Linked DNA regions of Danio rerio: region 1 is linked to region 2. Evidence: chromatin contacts called from public Hi-C data. All regions are on one chromosome and are shown on one strand. The core of a region is the stretch at or near the end of the contact, and the rest is flanking DNA. Distances in the headings are between cores, read along the strand shown. Region 1 holds the start of wdr3 (WD repeat domain 3). Region 2 holds the start of man1a2 (mannosidase, alpha, class 1A, member 2).

The links. Hi-C and Micro-C count contacts between places; a contact is called where the count stands out from the background.
Region 1: a contact with region 2 is called in a Hi-C map of hematopoietic stem cells, with 4 times the contacts expected there. The contact joins the promoter of wdr3 here to the promoter of man1a2 in region 2. A contact is called at or near these places in 9 of 18 Hi-C or Micro-C datasets (caudal fin, embryo, fibroblasts and 3 more) and 2 of 4 datasets of contacts at active chromatin or transcription factors (embryo and pancreas).

What each region holds. Positions count from the first base shown.
Region 1 is chr9:22,465,741-22,472,416 of GRCz12tu, reverse strand. It overlaps wdr3 (WD repeat domain 3), which reads right to left and starts at 3,313. Exons shown (of 27, transcript NM_198873.1): 1 at 3,218-3,313; 2 at 970-1,145; 3 at 665-874; 4 at 460-578. The coding sequence starts at 1,143. gdap2 (ganglioside induced differentiation associated protein 2) reads left to right here and starts at 3,782. Exons shown (of 14, transcript NM_001004563.1): 1 at 3,782-3,955; 2 at 6,442-6,672. The coding sequence starts at 6,464. The region is part of intron 2 of LOC141376109 (a long non-coding RNA gene); the gene reads left to right.
Region 2 is chr9:22,163,856-22,170,110 of GRCz12tu, reverse strand. It overlaps man1a2 (mannosidase, alpha, class 1A, member 2), which reads right to left and starts at 4,214. Exons shown (of 14, transcript NM_001256622.1): 1 at 4,003-4,214; 2 at 128-599. The coding sequence starts at 438. The region is part of intron 2 of LOC141376109 (a long non-coding RNA gene); the gene reads left to right.

The DNA.
Region 1 (6,676 bases), core at 2,064-4,563, 300 kb before region 2:
ATGCTAAAGTTTGCCTGAATTAATTCTTGATGCTGTGTAGTTTACAAAATCAGTATTATCTTGCTAGATTTGACAAGCTGCTTTGTTCACTGCAGTAAGGCAACACCATTATTTCTGCAGTTCTATAGCCGCCAAACTGCTGAATTGGCTAGATTTTTATTCAGTATATGAATAATGTTTTAGTTTTGGACTAGTTTCTTACATTAATATTTAGTAAATATACTGTAAGTTAAAATCTCAACAGTGTTTTCTGGTTGAAAAGTGGTTATAAGGTCCTAAAATGTATGGAAAGAGTCTTTAAAAAGGTCTTAAAAGGTATTGAATATACTTTGATAAATGTACTCTCTGATTAAATGTTTTATTGATGTGCATTGATATCTTTGACAAACTTTTGTCAAGTTCGGATCTAAAATCTGTCTAAAAATTCTATTTCTATATAAAACTTGAAGTCTGCTTTACCTTGTAATCAGCAGGTTTTTACTTTCCAAGAACAAAACTTGTGTGATGGCATCTTTGTGTCCTTTAAGTCTGTACAGACCGCACTCATTGATGACATCCCACACAATCACATCTGTGTCCTGAAACACAACAAGTTTAGTTCAAGCTAAAAAGAAAATCTGTATTAAAAAAAATGAATGAATTCTAATATGAACTGAGGTCTTACTCTTGAGCCAGTGACAAGACGAGCTCCCAGAGCATCGTATTTGATGACTGAAACGGCTGATTTGTGTCCACTGAAGGAGACGTTGCTTTCACCGTTCAGCAAACTGAAGATTCGCACACCTCCATCCTCATAACCAACAGCTATATGCACACCATCAGGAGAGGGGCACAGATACGTCACTTCATGCTTTTTACCTTCAAGTATGAGAACCTGCGAAATGAATAGATGAGAAAATCAGTGATACATTTCTATAAAATTATACTGTAGTTCAATAAATGATCTTCTAAAACATTCTAAACAAATACCTTCTCAGCCTTGCGGACATCCCATATGAAAACATGTTCACAAGCCCCCACTGCAACATATCGACCCTTCTCTCCACCCCTGAGGGTCACAAAGGCGATATTGGCTTTCTGACTGCCGATCACTCCAAATACAGCACTCGCCACATAGCGCAGGTACTGCTTAGTTAAACCCATGGCTGGAGAACACATAAACAACACATTACTCCTTTAATTTTCTAAACTGAGCACAATTGGTTATCTGCATAAAGCTGCACTACAACATGCTTTTAACATGGTAGGATAAATGACTGAGGTAAAGTTGGTTTTATATTCACATATTTGTTCAATGAAAACTTGTGACTTGCTCCTTATAGTGTTTACCATGATACTTTGAATATTTGGTCCGAAATCAGATGTAAACATTACTTCAAAACAATATTAGCACTATTTAACTGACTGTGAGCAGTGTTGTACTTTGATAGCCATTGGCTACTAATATGTTTTGACTATTTAGAAATGGCAAAGAATACTTTTCTGAAATTATATTATTAAAGAGAAAGTCCGAGTGTGTGAATATAAAACCAACTTTACCTCAATTGGGTCATTCTAAAACTCTTAACATGAAAAAAGCTTGATGTGGCTTAATGTACCTAAACATGAAGCAGAGAAACACAAATTTCTGTCAAATTGTACTCACAATTAACTCCAACTACTGTAAAAACAACGAGTCCCAATTCCATAGATAAAGTCAAAAACATTGCCCTAAGTGTTTTCTCCCCTATTGAAGTTTATTATTAGGAAAAAGCTTAACTTGGCTTAATGTATCTTAACAACAAGTGGGGGGAAAATCACATTTCTATCAAATGTTACTTGTGATTAACACTAATTTTGATTTTTAAACACTCTTTTTAACAAATGGTTTCCCTTGGTTGCTGTAAAGTTATGTTAAGCCTTTCCTTATTATAGACTTCAATGGGGGAGAAACACTTAATGTGATATTGTTCATTTTATCTATGGAATTAAAGCCTGCTCTTTTGACAAGAGTTAGTGGTAATCACAAGTAAAGTTTGACATAAATTTGGGTTTCTTGCTCTGTGTTAAGGTATATTAAGCCTGTTTGCTTATAATGGAATTAAAAGGCATAACGTGAAAACTTTCCCTCACTAAAATTAAAGCTAAATTTTTGACATCAGAAAGTGTCTTGAGTAAAATTTGACAGAAATTTGATTTTCTCTAATTGTTGTTAAGGTACATTAAGCCACCTTTAGCTCTTTCCTTAAAATAGACTTCAATGGGGGAGGAAACGCTTAATGTGCTGTTTTTCACTTTATCTATAGAATTGGGACTCATTCTTTTTTAATTAGTTTAGTAGTTGGGGTTAATTACACTTACAATTTGAAAGTAATTTGGATTTCTCTGGTTAAGGTTTAGGTACATTAAGCCACGTTAAGCTTTTTTCATGTTAAGCGTTTTAGAATGCCCCCCTTCAGGGGTTCATGAAATGTCAAAAAAAAAAAAGATTTCCTGATAAATATTACACATTTTTTTAAATTACAATAATATTTTCTTAAAATCATAATATGTGTAGCAGATGTTTGTGAATCAAAACCTTTTATCAAAGTTGTCCTAAAAACTATTGAACAACCATTCCTGTCTCAGGACAATTTAGAAAAAACTGATCTGCTTCAATTGTTGACTACTGTATATTTACCTGTACTTTCATTTGTACTACTCGATTACTTGCACTTATGATAACTTTAACTTTAGATGCTAGCCTGCTGTTTTGTTGCTTCAAACTCTTCTATGCAAACATAATAACAGTCCACCTATCAGTCTTATACTAATCATCATATATTACATTAAATTGCATTAGTGTATAGTAGTGTATTACGTTACGTTTTGTCAGAACTTGCACCTAACATATTACGTATTAAATATTAGCACTAATTTAAATATAATAAGGTATGTGGCACATTAAAATTTGGCATAAAGTTATAATAAAAGTTACAGCAGATCTGTTGTTGTGACGCGTTTTAGTTATTCGGCTGCAAACAAAATGGTTCTCATGAACATATATAAAAGCTATAGCCAGTTACAACGTAAATTTATTCTTTAAATAGGCCATTAACTGAAGCTATAAGTTACTCCTGACGCCACGCTTTGAGCTAAGGCAGCTCTTTTAATCGCATATAAATGCGAATATGTAAACTTTTACACTATCTTACAGTTCATAATGACCACTGTGTATTAAAAAAACGTATTTACATACTTTTGTGAATTAGACGACTTTTGTATTTGCAGTCCTTATGAAAGTATTTCTTCAGTGGATGGGGAGAACTCCGACATGCTTTCCAGTCGCATGTGTGACATCCTGTAAAGGCAGACGTAGTAGATTACCGAGCAGCACAACGATGAAACTAAACAAAACATTTAGCATATTTACCGTTTTATGAATATTTGTGCGACTAATATATTATTTATTCCGTCCTTATTATTTCCTTTGCGTGTGTGGTTTGTGTATGTGTTCTTCTTGTGATTTACGCTCATGTTATTGATTACTTAGGTCTATGAAGTCACAATGTTGTGCCTGAGGCCAAATGTGCTCGCAAATAAAACATGTATTTAAGTTATATATTCGTTATTTTTTATTGTACTTATTTTGCAATTCTCATTGAACGTAGAACGTCTATTAAAATCTGTGATTACATTTTTGAACACGTCTGTGCGTTTTCGACACGGATTGACAACACATCCACACTCCCTGCCGCAATCCCGGAAGTGATGATTTTTGTTCTCGTGAATCAGCTGATCAGGAAACTCGCTGAATGTTGCACGCACGATGTGTTGACCACAACCAGTAAAAATCACATTTTAACAATGGTCTATTTAAAAGCGGAAGGAGAGAGAGGACGTTGACAGTGGCTTCTGACTCTTTCGTCCGTGCATGGATTTGAGCTAACGCGGTTTTGTTTTTCCAGGAGATTGGACTGAATATCTGCATCATCTGGTAGGTGGCTGGACATTGTGATGAGTAGTTGTGGTGCTTTACGTTGGTTGCAGTTTCACTTTTATAGTTGTTATATTTGGAATTAATACGAGGTGTTATTTTCCCTTTCGTCCTCCTCAACGCAGTGTATTATTATTGGTGCTAATGAACATGGAGACTGGACGTTTATATGTTTGATCGAGCCTATACTTTGTTGATGTTGATGATGAAATCTAATTTGAGTCGACCTTTACACATGCGCCTCAATGCTGCTGAATATCTTATCTGTTCCTGGACTCCTGTGTGTGTCTGTCTGTGTGTACTGATAGAGCCTCTCTGTTGTGCCTCAAAGTCAATTATGTTTATGAACACTGCACTTCTCACACTTATGCAGATCATGCTGGCCAGACACAGGAGTTGTTGCTGGAGTTTTTATAACATACTTTATAATCTGAAGAATACATTTTAAACATATGTAATGTTTTTTTGTTTGTTTGTTTGTTTTTTTAAGACAGTATAACACAATAAGCACTTTGAATATAAGCATTTAAAATGTATGTATGTGTATATATTAGGGCTGCACGGCATTGAAAAAATCTAACATTGCAATTACTTTATTTTGCTGAGATTTATACTGTAATATGAATGCAATTTTAGCTTAGATTCAATGATTTGATTAACTCTACCTGGAATAAAATCATTAACTTTAATTGGAGTCATCTCGGTAAAGAGTGAATGAAATAAATTGCACAAATAAGTAAGAGAGTAAAGATGAAAGTAAAAACATTAGTCAGATATTCAGCTACAATACGATATTATCATGATATTTTGCCCATGATAATGATAAATCACGATATCTGTGATATATCACAAGAAAACCATCCACAATATATCATGCCATTTGTAATAAATTGGTGGAAAATGCATTAAAAACTTTTAAGATGTATTTCTTTTATTAACAGCACATATATTTTTTCATTGTTATGTGTTCGATCCGCCATTACGAGATGCACCACCTCATGTATATCTCTACTTTGTCCTGTCCTTATTGAGTAATCAAATGTAATTTAAAATGTAAACACTGTACATTCTTCATCAGCAGCAGTTACATGTGCCAGTGGCATCTGTACATCAGATGTCGTGTCACTTCATTTTAAAACTGCTTCTCTTCTTCATTGCTGACCAACTATAACAGATGCTGACTCTTGCGAATGCACACATTGTGGTATCAATGCTGAAATTATATATATATATATATATATATATATATATATATATATATATATATATATATATATATATATATATATATATATAGTGCAGTCCTAGTATATATGTACGTGTTAAAAGGTTTTAAACTATACTTAATCTGTTAGTCAAAATTTGTTCTATTGGGAAATTTTTAAAGATTAATAGAGATGTAATCATTTCCATATCATGTGCTCGCCATTCAATATGTATATCACTCCGTTAGATCAGTCAAAGTGAAATGAAGGTTTTCTATCAAATTCGATGTATATAAAAAGCATATTCAGCGAGCTTCACAGCAATCCACATTACTTCAGTTAAAATGAAGATATTTTTCTTGCTAATCAATCAGTTGTTTTAAAGGGAAAATTTCATTTTTATGTGCGCTTTGTCATCTATCATTTTCTCTAGGTATAAGATTTGTGGGTTTTTTCTATGAATGATAATTCTCCAAAATCTTAAACGAACATGAAATATGTTTTGAGAGATTTTTTTTTGTGTGAAATATAAATAGGTAAAATATAAATATGAAAAGGTGCCATGTTTTGGATATCTTTTTATTAATTGTTAGAGAACATGTCTGTGTTTTAACTGAAGAAGAGAAAGCAAGCAATATTTGGTGCATTATACCTTCTTTTTTATCCCAATAAGTTAAAACAATTGATATTATGACCAGATCAGATTTTATAATAAAACAAATATTAGTAGTTTACACAAACCCACACCTAAAATGACCAGTAAATCCATAGAAACTGAGAATTGTCAAGTGTTCTCTAAGAAGCATATTGCTTCATTGTTTACAACTTCAAATTTAAAAGGTCAAATTAATATTTTTTTAATAAAGTTCCTTTAAAATAAGATTTATAATTCCAAAAACAGACTAAAAGAGCCCAGGGGCAGCTTAAATAATGCATTGGTGCTCTTTGGGTAAGAAATTCCTCACAATAAACAGCAAAAATCAGTCCAGGGCACTCGAAAAATGTGGGAAAATTATTTATAATTAATTAAACATCACAAAATCAACTCTTAATTAAATTAAAGTGTAAAATCAATATTTCCATTACGTTGTTAATAATTATACGCATTAATTGTGTGCTTGAGATTTACAGAAGTCTGTTATCGTAGTCTTCCACGTATATGTTTCAGTTGAATCAGGCATTTGTGTGTGTACGATTAAATTAATGCGCTAGCATGCCTCAGGTCATTCTACAGTCTCTTTGTAAGTAAAGAAAATGCTTCTCTGTGTCTTTTCACTTCAGAATCAGACAGCAAATTTGCACAATGGATCCCTTGGGAGCCCGTTCCCAGTTTGTGGAGGTTCTGAACCTGCCCACATGGGACCAGCCTCAGGGAGTCCAGGACGAGCTGGATGGAGAAAACCACTATGAGGAGGAGGAGGAGGAAGAAGAGGACAACTTGACCAATCAGCTCAACTCTGTTAACTCACCGTTTACTTTCAGACAGGACATTAACAACAAGATTGTACTATTGTAA
Region 2 (6,255 bases), core at 2,965-5,464:
CCCTGTTACCAATAACAAAGAAACGCTTCAGTTTTTTTCAAAACATAACAGAAACATAAATATGCCACACCATCTATATACTTAAACATGAAAACGCATGTTGTGTTTGAGAATCTGAAGCTCTTACCTGTGCCGATGCTCGTCGTGAGCTCCCACACCATGTATGACCTGTCTACTGCCATGCCTCGACTCCTTCTCGGTCTCGATGTGCGGTATCAACACGTCCTCCAAACCAAAGTCAAAGCGCTTGTGTTTGGAATTGTCCGGGAGGAAGAAAAAGGCTCCAAAGCACAAGGTGATGAAGGCACTGAGAATGAGGAGGAGGATGAACTTCTCTGAGAGCCGTAAGGTGGCTCTGTGATGGGGGAATGAGGAGGCACCTGGCGAGAGAGTAGGTATCCTACGTCCCGAGAGCGGCAAGAGAGCCGGCGTGGTCATATTTTGATGATCGACTGGAATATGGAGGGATAAGGGTCAAGGCTGTTTTCGCGCAAGCCACACTATTATCTCATTGCGGTGGAAGCGTTACTCCCGAACGTCTGCTTATCTCATAGAAATAAAGAGTTGTGTCCTGTAGATCACAGATGCTTCCACTTGCTCTGAAAACAAAGACACACATTTTTTTAGACGATGGCTATCATCGTGAGACATTCAGACATACTTGCATTAAAAATCAACTTCAGTTTCCATGGTAATTATGTTAAGAAGCAGAAAAAGCATGAATCTAAATGCTATCACAGGTAGCTCAGGTTCTCTAATTTGATTCCTCGGTTACTTGTGTGATTAGTAGTAATTTGGTCTTATGGTTTTGAAATGTACAAGTATGCTTGAAGTGGAGATGGAAATATTGTAATTAAGAGTTCTGAGAACACAAATGACTGAGCAAAATAAATGGGGAAACTTGAAATTTAAGATAAGATGCAGAGAGAGTAATGTTAAAAGTGGGTGACGGTTCGAAAATAGCTGAAAACTGATCTATATCATATATATGATATAATATGGTGGAGATAAATCAATTAATGTTTCATTTACAACATTTATTTGGGTCAAACTTTATTTTGATGGTCCGTTTGTTGAATTTACATTGAGTTACATTGCATCTACATGCCAACTCAATCTTATTAGATTATAAGAAGACTGTTAGGGTTATTTTTACATTTACTTGCAAAGTTTCTTTTAGTCTGTTAAATGTCTGATGAAGGAGCATATCAACAGATATTAAGCAGACAGCCTACTAATACACAAATGGACCATCAAAATGAAGTGTCACCTTTATTTGTTCTACTCTATATGTCATGTATACGGTGTAGGTGAAATTTTTAAATTCAGATGTAGTTTTATGGGTATTTTGTTTATAATACACAGTAATTCTTTAGGTTTTTAGGCTGATTACAAACGTTTCTGACTCTAATGTTGGAATAACAAATAGCAGATTTCCAAAATGTCCTTGAAAGCAGCAATAGTAGTAAAAAAAATTAGTACAAGTTGCACGCTAGCACTATTTGACATTGCATTAATCTAACATTTCACTCACTAGTGAGCAAAAAACTAAGTCAATATACCACATTCTGTCATGTAGATGTAACATCTGATTTGAAAATGTCTTCACAACTGTTAAATGTAGACTACAAGATCTGATGCATCACTTCAGTGTAATTCACACTTTGGTCATCTAGTTACTTTTCTCTGTTTCATGAGAAATTAATCTGCACACACTTCTTAATTCACTCACTAAGACAGAGGAACACGTGTAGCTTTTAGCTTGGCGAATAAAACTATGCATACGCCTATTTTTGTTAGAGGAAGTAAAAGAAGAATAAAAAGTATAATTGTTAAATTAAATAACACTCCCATATTTGTGCTGTTTTACTGAATACAGGCGCACACGGAATTTGCGTGCGCAGAAATCTGCAGATTTTAGCCAAACATTGAGTCTATTTATTTATTTGTGTAAATCTATATTTATTCAGTTTTTTTTATTAATTGCAGTAATATTATTGACTAATATGACAATGTTCATATGATATATTTACAATACAGTTTGTAAAGTAATATTTTCTGTCATTAAGCAGATATATGATAGACCTGCTTTGTTTACCAAATAAGTGGATCTAATTGTGTGAACATTAAATAAAAGTTAAAAAGGTTTTATTTTTCATTTCATGTATTTAGTTTTAGACACAATGGCACAATGGGTAGTGCTGTCGCCTCAAAGCAAGAAGATCACTGATCTGAGCCTCAGCTGGGTAGGTTGGCATTTCTGTGTGGAGTTTGCATGTTCTCCTCATGTTTGCAAAGTCCAAAGACATGTGTTATAGGTGAATTGGGAAGCTAAATTACCCATAGTGTATGTGCGTGAATGAGTGTGTATGAATGTTTCCCAGTGATGGGTTGCAGCTGGAAGGGTATCCACTGCGTAAAAAAACATATGCTGGGTCAGTTGGCAGATTATTCTGCTGTGGCGACCCCACATTAATAATAATAAAAGAACTAAGCCAAAAAAAAGAATAAATTAAGTTTTTAGTTACTACCAAAAGTATTCTGCATAAATCCACAGATTTTACACAATTCTGCACAGAAATAGCAAAAAAAAAAAATTGTAAACAGATTCGGTCTGGCCCTAAATATTAATAATGTTTTAAGTATGTGCATTACTGTGCAGCAAACTTGCCGTGTGATATTGTGTGGTAACTTCAGGTATTAATGGAGAAATCTTAGAAGGCATAACTATTATATTATATTATATTATATTATATTATATTATATTATATTTTGCTGACATCATGGTCCTTAAAATGTAAAGCCAATGGCTTACGACCAAATAATAATAATAACTGTGGCTAGCCTTTTATTAATACGCAAGGCATATGATTTTTGCTGGGAAAAAAAATGATAATGTTCTGTTAGAGACAAAAAGCCACCAACACCTTGGGGTGGCATAAAGGCAAGTAATTTAAAAGCTAAAACCTCATTTTTGGAAGATTTTCCATAAAACACTGATGTTTTTTTTTTTTTTTTTGTTTAGACTTTCAGATCGTTTAAAGACGTCTAATCTGACGTAAATAATTTTTTTTAAATGATCTTGTTGGAACCACAGGTACACTTAAGTCGAAGCACCACATGTGTGAATTCTTATGACCCGTTTTGAATATGAAAACATCAAGAATATGAACGAGCATGAAGCAGAAATACATCATTCGGCACAGACTGTCTAGTATCAGGCACACTTGCAGCTTTAAGCATGACAATGTGACACCTGTACAAGTGTTTGCGCTTGATTACAGCGTCTCACCAGGCGTTTCACGCTCAAACACCGGGGTGATGTTGAACATCACGCAATATTTTTCACGGGTATATTGAAGAAACAAATGTGAGCACATACCGTGAGGGTCTTTTTATCATTCTGATCCATGATCCTCGCTTTGATCCAAACGCTTCTCGGTGTCAAGGCGGGCTGGGTCGAATCGTTATCTTACGATAAACGGCCAGTCCGCCCTCACCGCCCGTTAAACGAAATATTTATCTTAAACTAGCAAAAACAACGATATGCTATCGATAAGGGACTGGCAGTCAGAATACACAAAACAGTATCGCAACCCAAGTAAACATAACAAAATCTGGCCGACCGGATACCAATCACAAGACTTAATCACCACGAGCTTCCGTTATTGGCGTAAACGATAAAAGTTGCCGTCACATCACGCGCGTACAGCGGAAAATATCAGTGTCGCGGACGGAGGTTCAGCACAGCATAGGCCTGGTCCGCTTGATGCCGTGGCAGCGTATCTGAAGCGGAGAGCGATATCAAGAGCCGATACAATAACACAAGTAAACCACGGGTGTATCGTAAACCTTGGGTAATCCCCTCTACATAATGCCCTATTTTAATAAAAGCTCAAGCCGGCCTGCGCTGGACGTGTGCTGCGCCTTTTTTCCTCCAGTAAAGGCATTCAGCAGGCAGCCGTGTAGCGGACTGATCCCGTCCTGCCGCTGCTGCATCACCTTGTCGGTGCCGCGGGATAAATCGGCGCCATACACCGTAAATCCACCATTAACGCCCAAAAGTTGCCAAGTTCACGTTCATGTCCCTGTTTCTGTACAGTGAAGCATTCGCGATGAGTACCACCGCCTCCGTTATGTCTTCGTTCCTCCTTTATTTCTGTAGCTGTGTGCGCCGCCAGCCTCCAATATCCAGGATGTTGTTACTGCAACAGCTACTCCTCCTCCTCCCGCTCCTACCAACATCCAGTCAGCGGCCGCGCGGTGCTGAAGCCGGGGAGCGTCGCGCAATGACGAGCATCGCAAGGCAACGCAAAATCAATGGTGGTTAATTATGGACAGTAAAGACGGTATTTATAGTAGCATAGAGTAGTCATTTTTTCAGTGCTCCTAATATGGACGTAACAAATAGTATTTTCATTTTGGGCAGCCTAATTTTAAATGGTCTGTTTTTACCTATATTAATTAGACTTTTTAAATATGTAATTTCTTCTATAATGTTTGTGTTGAGTTGCGTTGTTTGTATTGTTCAGTGTGTGCAAATGTGGCCCCAAAATTCAAGACAAACTTTCATCATTGGGGAAAGTTACTTTTGAAAGTGATGCATTACAATATTAAGTTACTCCCTAGCTAAGTTACTTAGTAATTTTTTATGGTAACTAAGGCATTACGTTACTTTTAACTTTTGCGTTACTTTTTTATTATCTGGCTGAGGCTTGGTTTCTTTCACAACTTTTTATTTCTTTTTTTATAGAGGAGGTCTGCAATGAACAAGGCACTGTATAACCTACACCTACATTTAACTTTAAAAAACACATAAAAATTAAGCAATGTTATTGCTACTTTTGAACCATTGTCTTAAGTAAAATCACTGTGCATTGAGACGAGCCCCTTTTCCTTTTCTTCGATATGTTCAAATGAATAAACACATTCTCTTATTGACTGCATGATTCATTGTGACTATTTTAATTTTAGCTTAGCAATTAATTTTTAAGCTAATTAATTAAACTAAAGTAACTTGCTATACATTTAAAAAGAATAAGCTAACTCAAATAATATGGCTTATTTTTTAAATGTAATGCGTTACTTTACTAGTTATTTTAAATAGTATCATTACAAAACTAATGTTACTTGTAATGCGTTACCCCAACAATTTGGGGACAAAAAAAGTGTATTAAGCTTAGTTAAGTAAAAGTCTTTTTTTAACTCTTAAAAGATACAATGTTTATTAATTGCATAACTATTTTAATAAGTAATTTGGGTTGAAAAATACAAATAAATAATAAAATGTCATTTTAATTATTTTAATTACTTATTAACTGGATATTCTAAACTTTACTATTTTGCACAAGTAATCATTTTTATTTAGAACAAAAAAATTTACATGCATTCAAATATATTAAATGTTAGTGGATACAATCTTCTAAAAATATTTCATAAAAAATATTTTATTTGTAATTAGATAATTTGTTATGTAATTCAATTTTTTTCAGCAATAATAGCCATATTATTGTATATTACTTATTACTTTATTATTACTTATTTATTACTGTATATTGCTAATTATTAACAATAAGCAATGATCATTATTACATTCATTACAATTACAAAAACATTTTGAAGATGATTATTTTGGAATGATTTACAAACAATGAAATTAAGAGTTTAAATGCAAAAACCTCTAAATGCCATTGAAATTTTCCTAAAATTAGTATTTTTTATCAGTCTCCTGTGTGTGTTTAGTAATGACACTTTTACAGCAAAAATAAGTCATTTTCCTGCTCTTTAAAGTAAAATATCTCAACATAAACAAAGGAGGCTTAGAAAAGCATTCATTTGTGATGGAAATTTCATACGGCACATAGAAGTTTTTGCATCTGAACTTCAAATATATGCAAAAAGTTTGACAGTAGTTATGGTTTATATCAAATCAAATGCATGTTAAACTGCAGATGAGACAATCTTGAGTACTTACATGTTCAAAGATATGCTAACCTCAAAAGAAATGATTTGCATATAATTAAATATCTCAAACTTTAGAGGACACAATTTTTGAAATGAATTACATACAAGAGCGGAGCAGTGGCGCAGTGAGTAGCGATGTCACTTCACAGCAAGAAAGTCGCTGGTTCAAGCCTCAGCTGGGTCAGTTGCCATTTCTGTGGAGTTTGAATGTTCTCCCCACGTTCATGTGGGTTTCCTCTGAGTGCTCCCATTTCCCCCATAAGTCCAAAGACATGCAGTACAGGTGAATTG